2 separate regions of the Bombyx mori genome follow, and region 1 is linked to region 2. The links are chromatin contacts, called in public Hi-C maps. All regions are on one chromosome and are shown on one strand. The core of a region is the stretch at or near the end of the contact, and the rest is flanking DNA. Distances in the headings are between cores, read along the strand shown. Region 1 overlaps LOC101737192 (dual specificity testis-specific protein kinase 2). Region 2 overlaps LOC101737192 (dual specificity testis-specific protein kinase 2).

What was found. Hi-C and Micro-C count contacts between places; a contact is called where the count stands out from the background.
Region 1: a Hi-C map of whole pupa shows a contact between it and region 2, with 2.6 times the contacts expected there. The contact joins two enhancer-like sites. A contact is called at or near these places in 3 of 7 Hi-C or Micro-C datasets (midgut and whole pupa).

Annotation. Positions count from the first base shown.
Region 1 is chr22:15,204,526-15,209,723 of ASM3026992v2, forward strand. All of the region lies in intron 2 of LOC101737192 (dual specificity testis-specific protein kinase 2), which reads left to right. Among protein-coding and RNA genes, the nearest start is that of LOC101746659, 30 kb to the right of the region's middle. Within about 2 kb of position 2,101, at least 4 of the 8 cell types and tissues checked have open chromatin away from gene starts, as enhancers often do.
Region 2 is chr22:15,104,647-15,109,918 of ASM3026992v2, forward strand. The region is part of intron 1 of LOC101737192 (dual specificity testis-specific protein kinase 2); the gene reads left to right. Among protein-coding and RNA genes, the nearest start is that of LOC101737192, 8.7 kb to the left of the region's middle. Within about 2 kb of position 2,180, at least 5 of the 8 cell types and tissues checked have open chromatin away from gene starts, as enhancers often do.

The DNA.
Region 1 (5,198 bases), core at 851-3,350, 100 kb after region 2:
GATATCTCTATACAGAGAGATATCAATAGCAACAGGGATTCTTCTTCTCAGTCGTTGGGCACTCTTGGCAGAGTGGCCGTGGTCATTTTTTTTAAGGGATTTTATGACCTGGTAACTAAGACCTTTAAGTCATGTCTTATTAAAATTTATATTCTTATTTTTATGAAAAATGATTATATGGAGTGAAATGAAATGAAGATGATTAATTTGGAACATTAATCAACTGGGATGAAATTAAATGAAATGAAATGAGATGATATGGGATGAAATATAATATCAGTAAAATGGTGTTCATTTACTGTGGTTTTTTCAGTGGGCTTTTTGGAGGATACCGAGAAGTTACGTCCAGTGGCTTTGTTTCATTTTCCCACATTTGTGCACTTTCACAGATAAACAGTTAATAAATCACCGTTATTACACCTGTTAAACCTGAAGAAACACTAAATAGACAAAATAAAACAAATCACATACCTTAACTCCTCGCGTTCCCGCCAAAAAGTCCGGCCGTGGTCATCAGTTCGGGTAGTGGTAAGCTTCACAAGACGTCGCCATGCCTCGCGTACCGCTACCCTTCTTGTGCAATCGTTGCCAATAGCGGTTAATAGGGATTACTCAAATGCTATCCAAAGTACTTTTCATATGTAGACAATCCCACAGACACAGCCCACTGAGTTTTTCGCCGGATCTTCTTAGTGGGTCGCGTTTCCGATCCGTTGGTAGTTTCTGTGAAGCACTGCTCTTGCTAGGGTCAGTGTTAGCATCAGTACGGTTTGAGCCCCGTGAGCTCACCTACTAGATAAGGTTACGCTGAAATAGCCTCTCAAGGCTATCAGCTTCGGTAGGAAAAAAAAAAGTAGACAATAACAAACAAAAAAACACATTAACAATTAACTATAAAAATCCAAAAAATAATGTGCGAATGTGATCCAGACAAAAATGTAAAATTAAATGTGCTGAGCAACCATCGATCATAGTTAATTGATACTAATTACAAAATATGAAGACACTTATAAATAATGTTAATTACCAAGCGGATACGAAACTGATTTTCATCTACATTTTAATGAACATATATTTCTGGGTCGTCATTAACATTTAGATCAGGAATTCGTCTTCAAATGTCATAAGTTATTATAAATATAATAATAATAAAATGTTGGCCAATGCTGACCACAAAAGCTTAGCGTAATGTCGCATGTATTGCCCTGCCTAGTAGTTCTGTTGGCCGCAGAAGCACACTAAAGCGTAATAAATAGTGGTTTCATTAGCTTGACCTGTATATCTACCGATTTATGTAACGGAATCTTTCAGTGTAATTTGAAAACTACAGCGTGTCCAATTAAATTGACAATTTACACACGTGTAAACATTTTCTCACCTTTATACGAAAACATTCCAATAACAAAACAAAATAGAAGATGAATCTAAGTCAAATTTTGACTACTGGGCGAATGCTGGCTAGAAAATTACGCTTATACAAAAAAAAAAAATTTAAAAATCACAAATTATGTTGACGGGATGTTATCAATTATCATCTGAATACATAGAGACTTTGATGTCTCAATGTGGGTGGCGACATTCATATTGCATCAATGAGCATTTGCAGCCCAATAATCTTTTATTTACGTTTGTTTAATGGTTTAATATTCCTTTCATAATAATTTATTTAAATTAGTATTGTAATATTAGCGAATATCCTATAACGGCTGTTTATACCTATCTACATATATAATAAATTAATTCTATGTGTTGCATGAATATCAATTTATGTTGCCTTGATATTTTCGATGCAAATCATTATTGGTAGAATTAATATAATATGTTTTAAATTTTATTTTTTATTTTTCATGCTTTTAGATTTGGATATTTGTAATGGTTGAGTAATTATTTACGAGTTAAAAATATCAATCGTTACCGCAAACGAAAATCATTCGAAACATCTGAGATCGTAAAATGATCAAAATAATCTCGAGATTAAACTGTTGCAGTGTTTCAGCAATGTTAATACTATAAGAATAAATTAACTGTGAGTTTGACGTCATCAATACGTATAGACAATAGGTACGCTGTTATTAACGACGTCAACGGGTCATGTGTGCCGAGTTGATTGCACCCCGGCCACTGCTCGGCTCCGAATCGCTAAGATGATGCGATATGTGTAATTAGACTGGAGCTATGATGCCAAATCGAAATCGAAATATGAATTCGAAAACAATATTCAAAATTCAATTGCTTTGGTATAACAGATTTCCGATCCACCGAACAAACCAGGATTGCTTCGCGTTTTGTTTTGTTGAACAAAGAACCAAATGATTGTTCTATCATGAAAAGAGCACAATTAGTATTAGTATGTCTATAATAATTATAATATGCAGGAATGCAAAAAATCCAAAGTCGCATCCCGCAAATACCGCTACTGAGAAGTGGTCTCAACATGGGCTTTATCAAAAAGCCCAAAGTTAAAAAGCAATACCGAAGGCTATCCTTGGATTATGAATTTGAAATCAGGATATTCACGGGAAAACCCTGGTAACCAAGTACAGCCCCAAAGGATTCCGAGGCCGAAATGGGTAAAGCACATTGCTCCCAGAATAAATGGCTACTGGGGCTAAAAAGTCCTAGAAGGTCGATCGACGACCTGTTGAAGGTCTCGCGAATCTACTGGATACGAACAACCCCCTGTGTTGAAACTTGGGAGATGCTTGTCTTGCTAGACTTTATGCATTTCATGTCTGGTATTGCAAAAGATACAGCAAAAAAAGTATTATACTAAACGTAATCCTCTAAGGAATGTTTGGCATTAGACACATAATTTGATATTCGAATGAATTCTGTTGTTTTTGATGTCGAACAATTTACTTTGGCACCGAATTAAGAATCTTCAAATAAACCACCTGATGTTTGTGAGACGAAACGTGTTTTGCCAAAATTTACGTTCGCCACGCGATTGTTTTAATTGTTGAAGTAATAGAGTTGTGTCACTTTTTGCTTTTCTTAGCGTGGCTGTTTACTACGAATGTCAAAAATTTATGGAACCGGGCCACTTTTCAGCCACTTTGGTTTACTATTGAGGAAACAATAAATAGTCAACAAATTTCATAGTCATTCGGTTTTAATGAAGAAAACAGTGCATTTCAGCAAAAAAATAAACACGGCTGGTTATCAATGACTCATTCAAACAATATGTATAATAATTTACGTATCTTTAACAAGTTCGCAAATATGTATTACCCGTATTAGGTCGCCGACGGTATGGTTTCCCCTTTGTTCTCAATGTTTGTGTTGACCAAACAACCTGGGTAGGTTTGTTTACTACATTTTTCAGGGTTGTGTCATCGCATACCGTATTTAACGTGATTTTTTCTAGATTTTTATTATGAAATGGAATTATGGAAAATAATGAACAAATAATGCTTACACATAAAGTGTCACTAGATTTTTCAATTAAGTTTGGAGATATCTTCGGTAATTGGAATTGTTCCTGAGCTGTGTAGGAAAAGGCAAAACAATGGTTGTGGTAATTTTGAGTCTTTGTTCGGAACTAACAGTGTTAACAAAAAACCCTCCTTAGAAGGCAACCTCGATGTGGTTCACCTGGTGGAAATTGGGCACCGTCGCTCCTGGACATCAGTCAGTGTCAGGGGCACAGCCAAACCACTGTCTGCCGCTGTGGACCGCTTATTTTATTAATAAATTATTGGAAAGAAACCACTATGTAAAACATGACCAAAATAATATTTAAATGAATCCTTTATCGGTCTATCCGATATTTAAACATAATTTATCTGATACCGTTTATACAGAAACAAGATTATAAGATAATACTATAGAATTGCTAAATTTAAAATATACTATGTATCTACTATGTTTCTTGCTAAAATTCTTCAAAATTAGCCAATGTCTAATTTTAATAAAACAATAAATCGTCTTACACAATCTAATTATAAATTAAAATTTCGTTTGGATTAAATCAGAAAAATCTAGATGTTAAAAAATCAGGCTCAGCTCAGTTGTATCCTTGATAAAGCGACCCGGTTTTTCGCTTCGCACACAGCCTTTTGTATTTCAATTGTCTGCCCCCGAATAATGACATTTTTATATGTATATACTTCCTGAATCGGAATCGTGAATTTGCGTAATGTGTTACGAAATGAAAACGATGATCCGAACAATGGATGCCACAGACCCCCTCTCACCCTCATTCCGTGCGCTTCCTGTTCGCTTATCAGCGCAAACGAAAACAATGCCTCCTCTGTTTCCGATTGTTTGTCGTTTCTCGTTTATCTGCAATGCTTTCGGAGATCCTTTTTCTTGGTCGGCTTAAAAAAAAAGAAGCTTTCCTATTGATTGATCATTTTTATTGACCAACAGTGACAAACGGTAGTTGCTACAAAATCCTAACTAATTTACCTAAAACTAAACATGACTTGTTAACGTTAATGCCGAAAATGAACAACGGCCAATTGTTGTGAGGTTTCTAAGGCGACTAACCGCTATTAATTTTAAAAGAACTTATTCACAGTGCCACAATCTGAGTTACATTTGAATCAGCTATCCACGTGTGGCGAGTCATGATAATTGCAACAACACCGCGTAATATGGGAACGGCTTGGTCGTGGGAACGAATATTTTTGAATCTACCAACGGCGTCAAGATTGATTTCCAGCTGATGGTAGATCGGATAAATGGTATTGCGAATATACGAGCGAGCTCAAAACACTTGGTACTCATTTATCTCCAGCATAATCAGAAACAACAATAAAAACCACACCTATAAAATGTTGAAATTATTTGAAATATTTTGATAAACCGAACATTGAGTCGATAATCACGCAAAAACGATCAATTAAACACCGTCCGAAGTTTTTTTACCAAAGACTCACTACGACCGAGGAAATTTTATGATTAAATGGACACTAATAATGCAAACATGTCAATTAACTTTAACGCTTGAATTTTATTGAAATATTTCTTAAGAGTAATAATGATTTCTTCGTGCAATTTTACGAGAGAGCACTGTAGCTGTTATTTATAATGTGGTAACATATATAATTTACCGAGGTGGTGGAATATTTCTTTTTTTTTCGTAGCGTAGCTCTTCGTTAGCGGGTTTTATTACGTACAATGGTCTTTCGCAGAAGGAATTAATTCGTAATTGACCGTCCCGTTGATTGCAAGATGACTATGAAACCTTGACA
Region 2 (5,272 bases), core at 930-3,429:
AATCAAGGACCTCAAAAATTACAATTCTTCGATTAGGTACATTTTTGGCGTTTAATAAAAAACAAGAATTTTAGATTAAGCCACTTTAATTCTAAAGGTTTGACATATTAGATCTATTAAAGATGTTTTTTTTCTTCATTCTTCCGATCTGAAGTGGTAATCATATAAATAGGATACATATTTCAGCCTATCAAAACATACCATACTTTCGTTTCCTGATAATTCAATATGTTTTCAAATCTGAATGATAATAAAAACAATAAATTATTAAATAAACAGAACAGTAAAAATGTTTAAAGATACGATAACTTCAAAGGCGTAACTCACACAGTCGTGTAGTTGGAATCGGTATTTGGTATAAGTCTAGACCCTGGATTTAAACCAATTAGTGTCTACGCAAGTCCGATGTTTCTAATTAACTAACTAATTCAATTGATTCGACATCGTAACATTTTACTTCGGTCTAATAAATAGTTTTGAATTCTGAATAAAGGTTTTACACTAATATAGGAAGCTTATGAATTTTATGTTTACTTTGCCAATGCTTACTTATGATAGAAAAATAGATGGGGGAAGTATTACGACCCGGAATGATGAGGGGAGGTCGCAATAGTAACAATTTAAAAAGACAGAATCGCGGACACTTACCTACTGATGAATAAAGGTCAGACATCATGTAAACCGTCATAGCCGATGCTGCGGACCAAATGGCAAACCGTCGCCCAAAACACGTAATCTCGGATCCACCCGATCCACTAACGTTGCTTGTAAGGTACCTCAAGCACCGGTCATCGTTCTCGTCGAACCCGTCGCTTGCGACGAAGGGCTCGGCGAGTAAATTAACCCACAGACGCAGCCCACTGAGTTTCTCGCTGGATCTTCTCAGTGGGTCGCGTTTCCGATCCGGTGGTAAATTCTGCGAAGCACGGCTCTTGCTAGAGTTCGTGTTAGCAATATCGTCAGGTTTGAGCCCCGTGAACTCGCCTACTAGCCCGATGACGCTGACGCCACTCATTGTTTGTACGTATTCATCAAATTCTACAAAATAATATTTCTCGGAAATAATGATAAAGATATCTAAGTTCCAAACACTCGTTTTAATCTAACGGAAGAAACATTATCGCCAAACACACAAGCATGAGGTCGTTTATCGTAAAAAAATATATGTGATTCAGGATATTTTTATTTCCTGTAGGTAAGTGTGCGTTTAGAATAGACGAGAAACGGAAATGGGGTTGGTTCCTTGCGATACTTAACTTGCTCAGAACTGAACCGTTCGACTCGGTCTGACTCATGAATGTTTGTAAACACAGCCACGTAATTTAAATAGAATCGTTATTTTTACACGACCGCACTAGTAAAAGGGTCACGTTCTTCGAATTTACTGGTGGTAGGACCTCTTGTGAGTCCGCGCGGGTGGGTACCACCATCCTGCCTATTTCTGCCGTGAAGCAGTAATGCGTTTCGGTTTGAAGGGTGGGGAGCCGTTGTAACTAAACTTGAGACCTTAGAACTTATATCTCAAGGTGGGTGACGCATTTACGTTGTGGATGTCTATGGGCTCCAGTAACCACTTAACATCAGGTGGGCTGTGAGCTCGTTCACCCTAATAAGCAATAAAAAAAAATTCTGTATTTGGTGGTGCATACTGGTGGTGCGGGGTATTGTGCCTGTCTGTATCTGTTACGTCATTTATTTCGACCTCATGAGCAGGGCAGCCATTATACAAATATTTTCGACCTAATTAATATACCAACGGTAAAGCATTCGGGTCCTTTCAAAGGGATAATCGATGGTTCGGAGTCGGTGGGCATCCTTTTGTGTGCTCTACCTTACCTGTCGCGAGTTCTTCAACTAATAAAGACAATGCTCTCTTTCTCAATCTACCACCGTTCCATCGGACACCGGAGGAAAGTTGATGCTTTTTGCCTTTAACCAATTCCTTCCGTGCATTGCTCGAACTATAAAACTATGAAAGGAAGTCCCCTTTTCGTTATACCCCGGGATCTATGAAACGTATCTTTAAACGAGGTTTGAGAAGTGTCTGGTATTCCTGATAGTAATGGATAGCGGCAACTACTCTCCATCAAACCGCGCTTCACTCACTTTTGTCCATTCATTATGGACAAATCTCACGATAATATTTTATCGTTACATAAAAACACCCGTTGGTCAGATAACAGAATGAATGACATTCAGTGACATTTAAAATGTGTATATTTCAAACTGAACTCTAAGGTTGATAGCATTGTTTATTTAAAATGCGAATAACCAAACGGGTTTCCCAACTTAGTTGTCTTCTTCAAGTACTCTGGTTTCTCGTGTCTCAAGGTAGACGACTGCTGTTAAGAAATATCACTAGTAAAACTAATTACGCCGAATAGCGCGCAATGTAAACAAAACGTATGTATGTATGTACAGAGCATGTATCACCTATGACCACGAAAACTAAGATACCTATTTTTTATTTTATTTTTTATTGCTTAGAAGGGTGGACGAGCTCATACAATACAACTATATCAAAAGCCCGTCTCGTGTAGTGGTAAGTGACATGGTCACTACACAAGGGGGTCGCGGGTTCGAATCCTGCCAAGGGAAGATATTTGTATGATAAATACAAAATGACTTTTCCAGGGTTATGAATGTATATTAAATATATGTATGTGTATAATAAAAACCTTACATTTATTTCCGTTCTCTGGTACCCGTAACACAAGTTCTTTACGAACTTAGTACGGGATCAGTTAACGTGGCGTGATTGTTAAAAAATAAATAACAAATATAGTAAATAAAAAAATATATACGTACGTATAAAACTATTACTATTTCCCTGGCATCGAGGAAGTGATTCACTTGATACAGGATGTAACCTTCACATTCGCTAACAAGGCTCACTTACTGATTTTTAATCGTTCTATTACTCGGCACGAACGGTTATGTTCGGTTGGCTAGTGTGAACCTACATAATAATATGGCTTCTAATTTGATTAACGTCATAAGCTGTTGCGAAGGTCCCTGAGGATAATTTGTGGCTGGAAGTAATTACTTGTAGGATGTGCTAAAGCAATGCAGATAAAAGCTCGTTTAGTTTGGTTGTTATTATTTTTTAAATTAAATAATTTCGACTCATATTATCTCGAGTTCAGCAACTACGTTGTGAGAAAGAGAGGTCTATGGCTTAAAAATGGTTTTTTTTAGCAGATCTTTCTTTAATAACAGAGTATGAAGAAAGCCGCAAGTTGTCACGTAAAAATAATGTGAATGCCGATTTCTCGGCTTAGATTAGACCATGTGAACTGATCGTAGATTCGGAACACTATAAGGAAAGCGAATAAGGAAAGGATAATGAAAATAAATTCAGAAACTGACATCAGTTCAACCTTTGAAAATTACGCATCAATAAAGCTCCCGTATTACATGAAGTCAAAATAATGAGAATATAATCAGTGATTATAATCAAATTACTTAATTGGTATTATTAATCAAAAAGAAAATCACACTTCAATTGCACATTATTCTCTACCGGTATAATTATATCTGTGCAAATAATAAAACTTTCATCGGTGAATGCTTTCATAATAATTAACTTTCCAACGGTTTTCGACTGCTCTTTGTTTTCGCCGGAGGGTAAAAGCCGTCTGTAGTGGAACAGGGCGAGGCTTTCCGCCACCCCCACGCCGCTCCCACATCCAATATGCTAGTGGTTACAGTTGAAATGCATGGTCTAATGTATTTTAGCCCCTTACTAAATTACGTGAGGTGAGCTGTATTGGATGTTATAAATTATTCGAAATTCCCGAGACCTTGAAAAGAATTATTTTCGTTAAGCAATGATCTTTTTTGTTCATTGAATAGGATAATAGTTTTAAAATATAAAAATGTATTGCTGTTCGTTAGTCTCGCTGAAACTCGAGAACGGCTGGACCGATTTGGCTAATTTTGGTCTTGAATTATTTGTGGAAGTTCAGAGAAGATTTAAAAGGGAGATAAATAGGAAAATGCTCGGAATTAAATAAAAATAGCAATTTTGTTTTCCCTTTGATGTGTGCTCTGTCGGACGGATTCCTTTTGTTCGTTTTAAGTTTATTTTATACAAAAGTTAAGTCTTTTATTTATCGATTGAGGCACTACGAAGTCTGCCGGGTCAGCTAGTAGTTTTAAATTTTCAGATTCGTTTATTACCACGTACTAGTTATCAACTTCAAATCTGTCGCATAAAAGTTTTCATTTTTTTCTTGCCATAAATCTTCAAGTAGATGCAAAAGTGCTGTTTCGTCTCACTATCAGTCTACAAGAGTAGCACAGGTCATACATATTACGTACATGCGACGTAACAGGAATAGGTTAGGAAAGAATTCACGTAAGTATTTCATTGTTTTTATGATGTAGTGTGGAAACTACGGATTCTATTTTATAGACGTATTAAAAGTAACTTTACTGGACCTCTTCTGAGTCCGCACGGGCAGGTACCATCACCTATTTTCTGCCGTGAAGCAGTAATGCGTTTCGGTTTGAAGGGTGGGGCAGCCGTTGTAACTATACTGAGACCGTACAACTTATATCTCAAGGAGGGTGGCGCATTTACGTTGTAGATGTCTATGGGCTCCAGTAACCAATTAACACCACGTTGGCTGTGATCTCGTCCACCCATCTAAGCAATAAAACAAAAAAATTAAATTCAATATTCGTTCATACAGCAGCCTAATATAAATATTTAGTAAACTTAAAATATTCGCGCACTCGCAATTCTGTTTAATGTTTGGACATTAAAACAATTCTAATTTGCGGAAGTAGGTACGTACATTGAGCGGTCAGTTAGCGCGGACACGCGAAACAACAGTTAACGTTTTAATGTATGTGCGTATGTCTCGAGAATGTTTATGGACACTTCCACGCGTACTCACACGAGCTATCCTAAAGCCTTGTTCGGACTAGGCGAGTATTTTAGTCGAGTACCGAGTAATTTTATTGGCTATGCTACTCGCGACTCGCCCGAAAAAATAGAACAAAATGGATTGACTTGACTAAATTATTTACTAACCTTCTTGACTAAATTTTTGGTGCTCAGACACATTTTGCTACTAAATTACTCGGTACTCGACTAAAATACTCGCCTAGTCCGAACAAGGCTTTAGTCTATTTTCATTTGTTAATTGAAATTTGACGACACTGATTTTTGTTTTGGTTTTGTTTTTAGAATTTGATAAGTGAGATCGATGTTTCTTATGTATGACAGCTATACTATATTGTAAACCTTGTCTATGCCCTGCAT